2 separate regions of the Canis lupus genome follow, and region 2 is linked to region 1. Evidence: chromatin contacts called from public Hi-C data. All regions are on one chromosome and are shown on one strand. Each heading gives the region's core, a stretch centred on a gene start, on an enhancer-like site or on the middle of the called end of the contact. The rest is flanking DNA. Distances are from core to core; before and after follow the strand shown.

Evidence for each region. Hi-C and Micro-C count contacts between places; a contact is called where the count stands out from the background.
Region 2: a Hi-C map of blood shows a contact between it and region 1, with 2.1 times the contacts expected there. The contact joins the enhancer-like site here to the promoter of STIM1 in region 1. A contact is called at or near these places in 3 of 9 Hi-C or Micro-C datasets (all in blood).

Annotation. Positions count from the first base shown.
Region 1 is chr21:26,512,769-26,516,487 of UU_Cfam_GSD_1.0, reverse strand. STIM1 (stromal interaction molecule 1) reads right to left here and starts at 1,818. Exons shown (of 13, transcript XM_038568828.1): 1 at 1,310-1,818. The coding sequence starts at 1,448.
Region 2 is chr21:26,555,103-26,558,821 of UU_Cfam_GSD_1.0, reverse strand. All of the region lies in intron 1 of STIM1 (stromal interaction molecule 1), which reads right to left. Among named protein-coding and RNA genes, the nearest start is that of STIM1, 42 kb to the right of the region's middle. Within about 2 kb of position 2,086, at least 6 of the 20 cell types and tissues checked have an H3K27ac peak or open chromatin away from gene starts, as enhancers often do. A contact at or near this core is called in blood, where this site is marked.

The DNA of each region.
Region 1 (3,719 bases), core at 569-3,068:
TAGATCTGCATCTGCCTACTAGTCTTTCCCTTCACAGCCCAATGAAACCCAAGCTTTGAGCTACATTTCAAGGGCCAAGGAAATATCATATGGAGAAACAAGATTACTATCCAAGAAGAACCTATCTTCAAAATAACAGCCTAGGTACTACACTTGTACAAAGGGCAGCCCTACTTAGAACTCAGCCCTCGGGTACCTGGAATCACACCTGGGCCAATCAAGTTAAAAGAGGGGGGTTTTCCGAGAACAGTCAACCATCAAAGCCAGCATCTGGATCCATCCATGAAACTTCCCAGCCTTGGGAAGTTATATTTTAACTTATAATATAGGGGAATATAAGTTCCCTTTTCCTCCTTGTATCAATGGGTATCCACTGAGCAGTCCCCTCAGAAAGAACTCAGCTATAAACTCTCCCTAACCTACAGCCCAATGCTTTGAATAGATCACAGTGACAGGGTGGTAGAAATGGGGAAAGAAAACTGAATTCCTTCTAAGCCTTCTGTAAAACAACTGAACTTTAAAAGTACTTTTTTCTTTTGCATTCTGCAACAGAACTCCAGAGCTCCTGATATCTCACAAGGCTCCAGGAGTGCATAAGGAAAAACAGGACAGATCAAAAAATATCATAGAATTCCTACCCTCATCAGTCAGAAGAAATGGAATAAATCAACAAGTGGTCCCAGAAATTACACCATCCCCATGATTCGAAAAAAGCCATTTAACTCCCTGGTGATAGATAGTATTCGATCTAAAGAACTGCCTCGATATTTCAAAGGGGATAGCTAAAAGACAGCAGATTACCTAAGGGAAGGGACGGACTAAGTTTCCCACGCCTGTTGGAACAGAAAGGCACACCTCAACACCAAGCCATAGGACAAGAGTTGGCCCAGCCCTGACTTTCCCTGCCCAACCCAAGTGGCCTCAACCTCCCCTGTGCCGCCAAGTGCTGAAACCCGCCAAAGAGCAATAGACTTATCATCTGCCTAGGCCATTCTTCCAGACAGGTAGTCCTGAGAAGGGGTCCCCACTCGCTGATCTGAAAGGCCAAGGTGCCCCCAAAAGCCAACCCCTTCTCACTGCTAGCAAAAGACATCCTGGGGAGAGAGGAGGAAAGTTGTTGGAGAGGGCCAGAGACATCAGCCATGACTCCTGAACAGAAAGAACTCCTTGGACTCCGGAGGGCAGGCAGCGCCATGTGCGGGTCCTCCATCGACCGCACACGTAGTGCCCACCCAGGCACCTAGGTTCCGAGGTCAACTCTCCCAGCCCAGCCCAGCCCAGCCCAGCCCAGCCCGTGGCAAGGCCTTACCCGCTGCAGTGGACTCCTCAGAAGTAGCCCCTGAGCCAGCTCCTGTCGCCTTCTCGCTGTGGCTATGGCTGAAGCTCTGGCCGTGATGCAGGAGGAGCCCCCAGAGGAGCCACAGGGCAACACGGGCGCACACATCCATGACTCCAGGTCTCAGTCAACATGCGCCTGATGTGGACACCTCGGGATCCCAGGGCAAACCCGGGAGCCCAGAAGTGTAGCCGACAGTCCTGGAACCCCAGGCAAGATGCCCTCGAGGCGCCGCAGCTGTCCAGCCACCCGCCGGCCTGCCTCCTCCGACAGCCAAAGGTCAAGCGCTCCAAGTTTGGGCGCGGGAGGAGGGCGGGAGCCTCGGGTCCAACAGCGGGTCCGCGGGAGCTGCGGCGGCCTGAGCGCCGAGTCTGCTCCAGCCGCTTCCGGAGAGTTTGGACACGGCGGCCGCGGGCCGCTGTCAGCTCCGCAGCGGGCTACACCTCTGCGGGAGGAGCGGGCGGGCGGGATCTCCCGGGTACCGGGGCGGGGGAGGGAGGGCAGAGAGGGGAAGAGGGGGGCACCTGGCCTCGCCCCGCCGAGGAGCCGCCGGCAGCACAGGCTCGGGGAGCGCGTGCGACTCGCAGGTCCCCGCGGGCGCGGGCGCGGGCGGCTCCGGGATCCCAGGCCTCCTAGGCCGAGGTCAGCGCCCCCGCCCGGCCCCGTGCCCAGGCGCTCGGCGGTGCCCAGGTTCAGCAGGCGGACGCGCACTGGCCAGGCCCGGGACAGCGGCTCCGCGGCAGGCGGGCGGCGGGGGGCGGGGGGCGGCGCGGGGCGGCGCGGGGCGGGCCCGGGGCGGGCGGGGGCGTGCTCTCCTGCAGGCCCGCCCCGCGCCGCCCGGCCCCCGGCGAAGCCCGGCCAGCCCCAGCGCCCGGCTCCTCCCGGAATAACCTGTTGGAGGCGGCCGCCGCACGCCCCCGGCCCTGGCCCGCACGGGTCTCCGACAGGACCCCGCTCCGCGCCAAGGGTCGGGGCTCGGCCGCCCCTCCGCCCACGGGAGCCTCTCCCGCTCTCCCCGCCCGCCGGTGGGCGGGCCCCGGACACGCAGTTGCTCAGGTAACCCAGGCCTGCGGCGACGGCGGCAGGAACTGCCCCGCCCGGACCTCCGGGCCTCGGCGCGGCTCCACTCGCCTCAGCTCTAGGGCCGGCTTGGGCACAGGCCCCCGGCACAACGACCGCAGCCCCGGGCTGCGGGAAGCCACCGCCGCCGGGCCGGGCTGGGCCGGGCTGGGCCGGGCTGGGCCGGGCTGGGCCGGGCTGGGCCGGGCTGGGCCGGGCTGGGCCGGGCTGGGCCGGGCTGGGCCGGGGGCGCGCTCCCAGCCCCCCACTCCCGGCCGGCTCTCAGGCTCCGCCCTCCCGCCGCGCCGCGCAGCCAATCAGCTTCCTCCTCGCTGCAGTTTCGGAACCTGCGCGCTTAGGCACCCGTGCGCAGCGGCCCCTGGCGGGCAAATCTGGGTGCTGCAGGCGGGACTCGCGCTCCTGGGAGGCCCTGCCCCTTTGCAGAGGGGTTGGGGAGTGAAGCTAGGATCCGCCCCGAGGCAACCCTTTAGGGACTGCAAGTGTTTAGGGAGGAAATGATGCCAGAAAACAAAATGAAACGTCCAAAACACTATAGTTAAAATTGCCCCACACACCACTGAAGTCGGCTAAAGGACTCCATCTGCCTTCCTGACCGCCCCCTCCGCCTCATTCAAGGGAAGTCGGATGCCCTCCCTTTAACTGTCACAGCTCATTTTCCTACCTGCCCCTCAAATCCCCTCCCCTTTGAGGTTTTTGTGGGTAGGGCCTTGGCTGGTTCCTCTCGGCCTCTCTCCCAGCTCTCACTGTCGCTTGGAGGAGGTGTTAGCGACTTAGAATGAGTGCCCCAATGAAGAGAGAGCCGCGCCTAGGCCTCCTTCAACAGAGCCTGCATTTCCTGTTCTCTCTCGAGTATGCTGTCAGCAGATCTTTACTAAAACCTGCTCTGTGCCCTACCCTGTCCTTGGCATGGGAGGTAGGGGAAGGAATTAGGCCCAGTCTCTCCTCTGGCTGACAGTGCTAAGCTAGCTAGCTACCTGTTCTGAGAGAGCCCTCTGAAGACCAGCAACAGGGATTTGCCCAACAGCTGCCTGGCTTAAGGGCTAGGCTGTTGATATAAAAATACACTCCTCACGTCATCTACTACCACTCTCTCCCCTCTCAAACTCCAGTCACACTGCCTTTTAAGTTCCTCAAACACACTGAAACTTCACCACCACCACCCCGCCTTTGCACCTGCTGTTGCTTCTGCCTGAAACACTCTCCCCTCTACCTCCAGCTCCTCATATAGCTGCCCTTTCCTTCTTCCAGATACAGTTCAAGGTCTCCTCCTCAGAAACTCGCATTTCTGACCAGTGCCTCCAGT
Region 2 (3,719 bases), core at 837-3,336, 42 kb before region 1:
GCTTAAATAAACCCTACTCTACTGATAGTAAGAGAACCTGGCTTCATTTGTCCCAACTTGAGTTGAATACAGGAGAAACACAGGTTAGACAATGATCATTACAATGGTTGACAATTAATGAGAGCTTATTATGTGTCAGGCAATCTGCTAAATGTTCAACATGAATTATCTCATCTTAATCTTCACAACAGCCCTTTGAGGTAGATAATATAATTATCTCCATGTTATAGATAAGACAGTAGGTTCAGAGAGGTGAAGTAACTTGCCCAAAGTATTATAGTAAGTGATGGAACCTACACAGACTGATCCCAGGGCCTATGTTCTTCATCATAGACTAGCTGACTACCTACTTCTCTGGGAAGCCTCCTCTGACAAATCCTCTACCATGAAAGATTAAGGGCCCCTGAGCTCCTACTGCCTCCTATCCTTCTATCAACTTCTTGTCCCCATTCCCTCTAATGTAGCAGTGAGCCATCACCAAAATGATGAGTTCCCTGAGGGCGGAGATTACTGAATCTTAAACTCGTAACTCTTCTACCTAGTATTGCATCTGCAGCTCAATAAGTTTTTGTTTTTTTTTTTTTTTAGAATAAACAACTGTCAAGGAATATAGTATAATGATAGAAAGACACAGGTTCTAAAGTCAAATAGGCTTTGATCTGAATCTAGGCACTGCCACTTCTTAGCTATAATCTTGGCTAAGTTACTTAACCACTCTGGGGTTCAGAGTGGTAAAATGTCTTGTCATATAACATTGTAAGAAAACTAAGCTAAGCACCTTACACAGTGCCTGGCACATAAAAGTTACCCAATTTTATTTACCATCCTCCTCCTTTCGCTTTGTCTTTCACATATTGGTAAAAAGACCTCTGGTCTCAGGATCCAGAGTATAATTAGCTATAATCTTAATTAAGTACTTCTCCTTTCTGGGCTTAATTTCCTCATCTACAACTCACGGACTATTGGTTCAGAACAAATGAAATAAAACGTGCTTGAGTGGTTAAAAAGCACCGCGCAGATGGAAGGAATTTTTGTCATTCCACCAAACCAGCTTTTAAAATCAGCCTTAGGGACGCCTGGGTGGCTCAGCGGTTGTTTTCTGCTCAGGGTGTGATCCCAGGATTTGAGATCGAGTCCCACATCAAGCTCCTTGTGGGGAGCCTACTTCTCCCTCTGCCTGTGTCTCTGCCTCTCTCTTTCTGTTTCTTTCATGAATAAATAAAATACATTAAAAAGAATAAAATTAAATTAAAATCAGCCTTGAACTGCACTACATAGAAGTGTCTTGAAGCTCACAAAGACCGATCTTTCAGAGACCTAAAAGCTATAAAAGGAGGGAGTATTTGCACTGTCACTAGGAGAAGGAGCCAGTCCCACTGAAGAGCTGAGGTAAGACACTGCCAAATGGCTTGACTCCAGCAGTCCCTAACTAATTAAGGCCTTGCTCCCCTGCCTGTCTGTCTGTGACCTCTGCAAAGGCTAGAGAACACCAAGTGCTCCCAGCAGCTCTTCTCTTGGCCACAGCGGCATAAGGTATTTCCGGCCAAGGATCAGCGAAAGCTACTGCTAAGAGGTTCCTGCCCTTGGCCTTCCTTAGAACAGGGCCCAAAACAAGGAGGCCTCAGGCTGTCCTGAGGTTATCAGTTTAGGATTCCTAAGAGTCCACCTTAAACAGAGCTACCAAGACTCTTCCCTGGAACATGTCAGATGGGACAGACCTGATGCCTAAGCAGGCAGGCCCTTTGGACAGACTGGAAAGTCCCCTTGTGCTGTGGAATAAGGGACAGGTCCTCCCATTCTTAGCTGGAAGTATCTAGTCTTAGATGCTGTCAAGATCACTTTCCAGGCTCTTCTTCAAGCTGCATAGGTCCCAGGGACTTACTCACTTTGTTCATTAAAGCAGAACTCATCCCACCCCTAGGGCTCCATCCCCCAAGCCTGGCTCAAGAGTAAGACAGTCTATCCATTTTGCTCTTTAAGATTAAGACATATGACCCCTTTTTGTTGGAAGGGTTTAACTGTCATGTTGAGAAAGAATGTAGGCCAAAAACAGCACATATGAGGAAGTAAAGAAGGCTTAAGAAGTACTACAAGTTAGTTATGGTCACCGTCCCCACTTAGAGTTCCTGGTTCCTTTCATCATGGGTGCTCTAAGAGAACAGCTACAATCCAATAGTTTCCAAACTTTATTTCTGAACAGTGTAACTCTCTCTTTCAAATGCAGTTCAAATTATATCTAATTAGGAGTCTTAATATCTAATTAGATCTTTAATGAAATAATGGATCTAGGTAGTAAACATTAATGACTCCTAAAATCATCAGGCAAGGGGCAGCCCCGGTGGCCCAGCAGTTTAGCGCCACCTTTAGCCGGGTGTGATCCTGGGGACCCAGGATCGAGTCCCACATCGGGCTCCCTGCACGGAGGCTGCTTCTCCCTCTGCCTGTGTCTCTGACTCTCTCTCTCTCTCTCTCTGTCATGAATAAATAAATAAAATCTTTTTTAAAAAATAAATAAATAAATAAAATCATCAGGCAAAAAACTGAAGGGAAATATTTTAACGAATAGATCAAATGACAATATCTGAACCCACTCTTCAGTCTAAACATAACAAAAAGAGAGGAAACCAGATACAGTTGGTCACCTTTTCAAAAAGAAAGGAAGAAAAAAACAAAAAGAAAGAAAAGCAGAGTGATTGAGTGACTCAGTCAGTTAAGCATTAGCCTTCCACTCAGATCATGATCTCAGGGTCTTGGGATGGAGCCCAGCATCCTTCCTGCTCAGCCAGGAGTCTGCTTTTCCCTCTGTCCCTACACCCTGCTTGTGACTTCTCTCGCTTGCTCACTCTCTCTCTCTTTCAAAACCTGAAAAAAAAAAAAAAAAAAAAAAACAAACATTAAACCTGAACCTGATCAAGCATCAAGATCCAACTACCAATTTATAGTACCATACAGAGAGTATAGGAACATGTTAAACGCCACCATAGAGAGATACGCAGCAAAATCCAGAAACTAGGAAGCTTCTAGACAAATGACCCAGTTTCTTCAATACAGAATTGCAAAGAAAAGAAAAAAGAGAGGAGGGAAAGCTATGAGTCAAAAGAAACTCAAGATTTATTTTTTTAAAGATTCTAGTTATTTATTCATGAGAGATACAGAGACATAGGCAGAGGGAGAAGCAGGCTCCCAGCGGGTAGCCTGATGTGGGACCCTGGGATCCAGGGTCCCTGGGATCATGACCTGAGCCAAAGGCAGATACTCAACCACTGAGCCACCCACGTGCCTGGAAACTCAAGATTTAGATCAACCAGAAAAAAAAGACATCCACATTGGAAAATAAGTAAAACTGTCACTATTTGCAGATGACATAATACTATAGATAGAAAATCCTAAAGACTCTACCAGAAAGCTATTAGAACTAATAAATAAATTCAGTAAGTTGTAGGATATAAAATTAATATATAGAAATCTGCTGCATTTCTATGCACTAATAATGAACTATCAGGAAAAAAATTAAGAAAACAATCCTATTTACAGCTGCATCAAAAGATAAAATATTTAGGAATAATTTTTCCCTAGGAATAATTTATATATAAATTTAACAAGGAAGTAAAAGATCTGTACTATAAGACACTGATGAAAGAAATTAAAACTGTATGATACTGATAAAAGAAATGGAAAACTGTAAGACACTGATGAAAGAAACTAAAGACACAAATAAA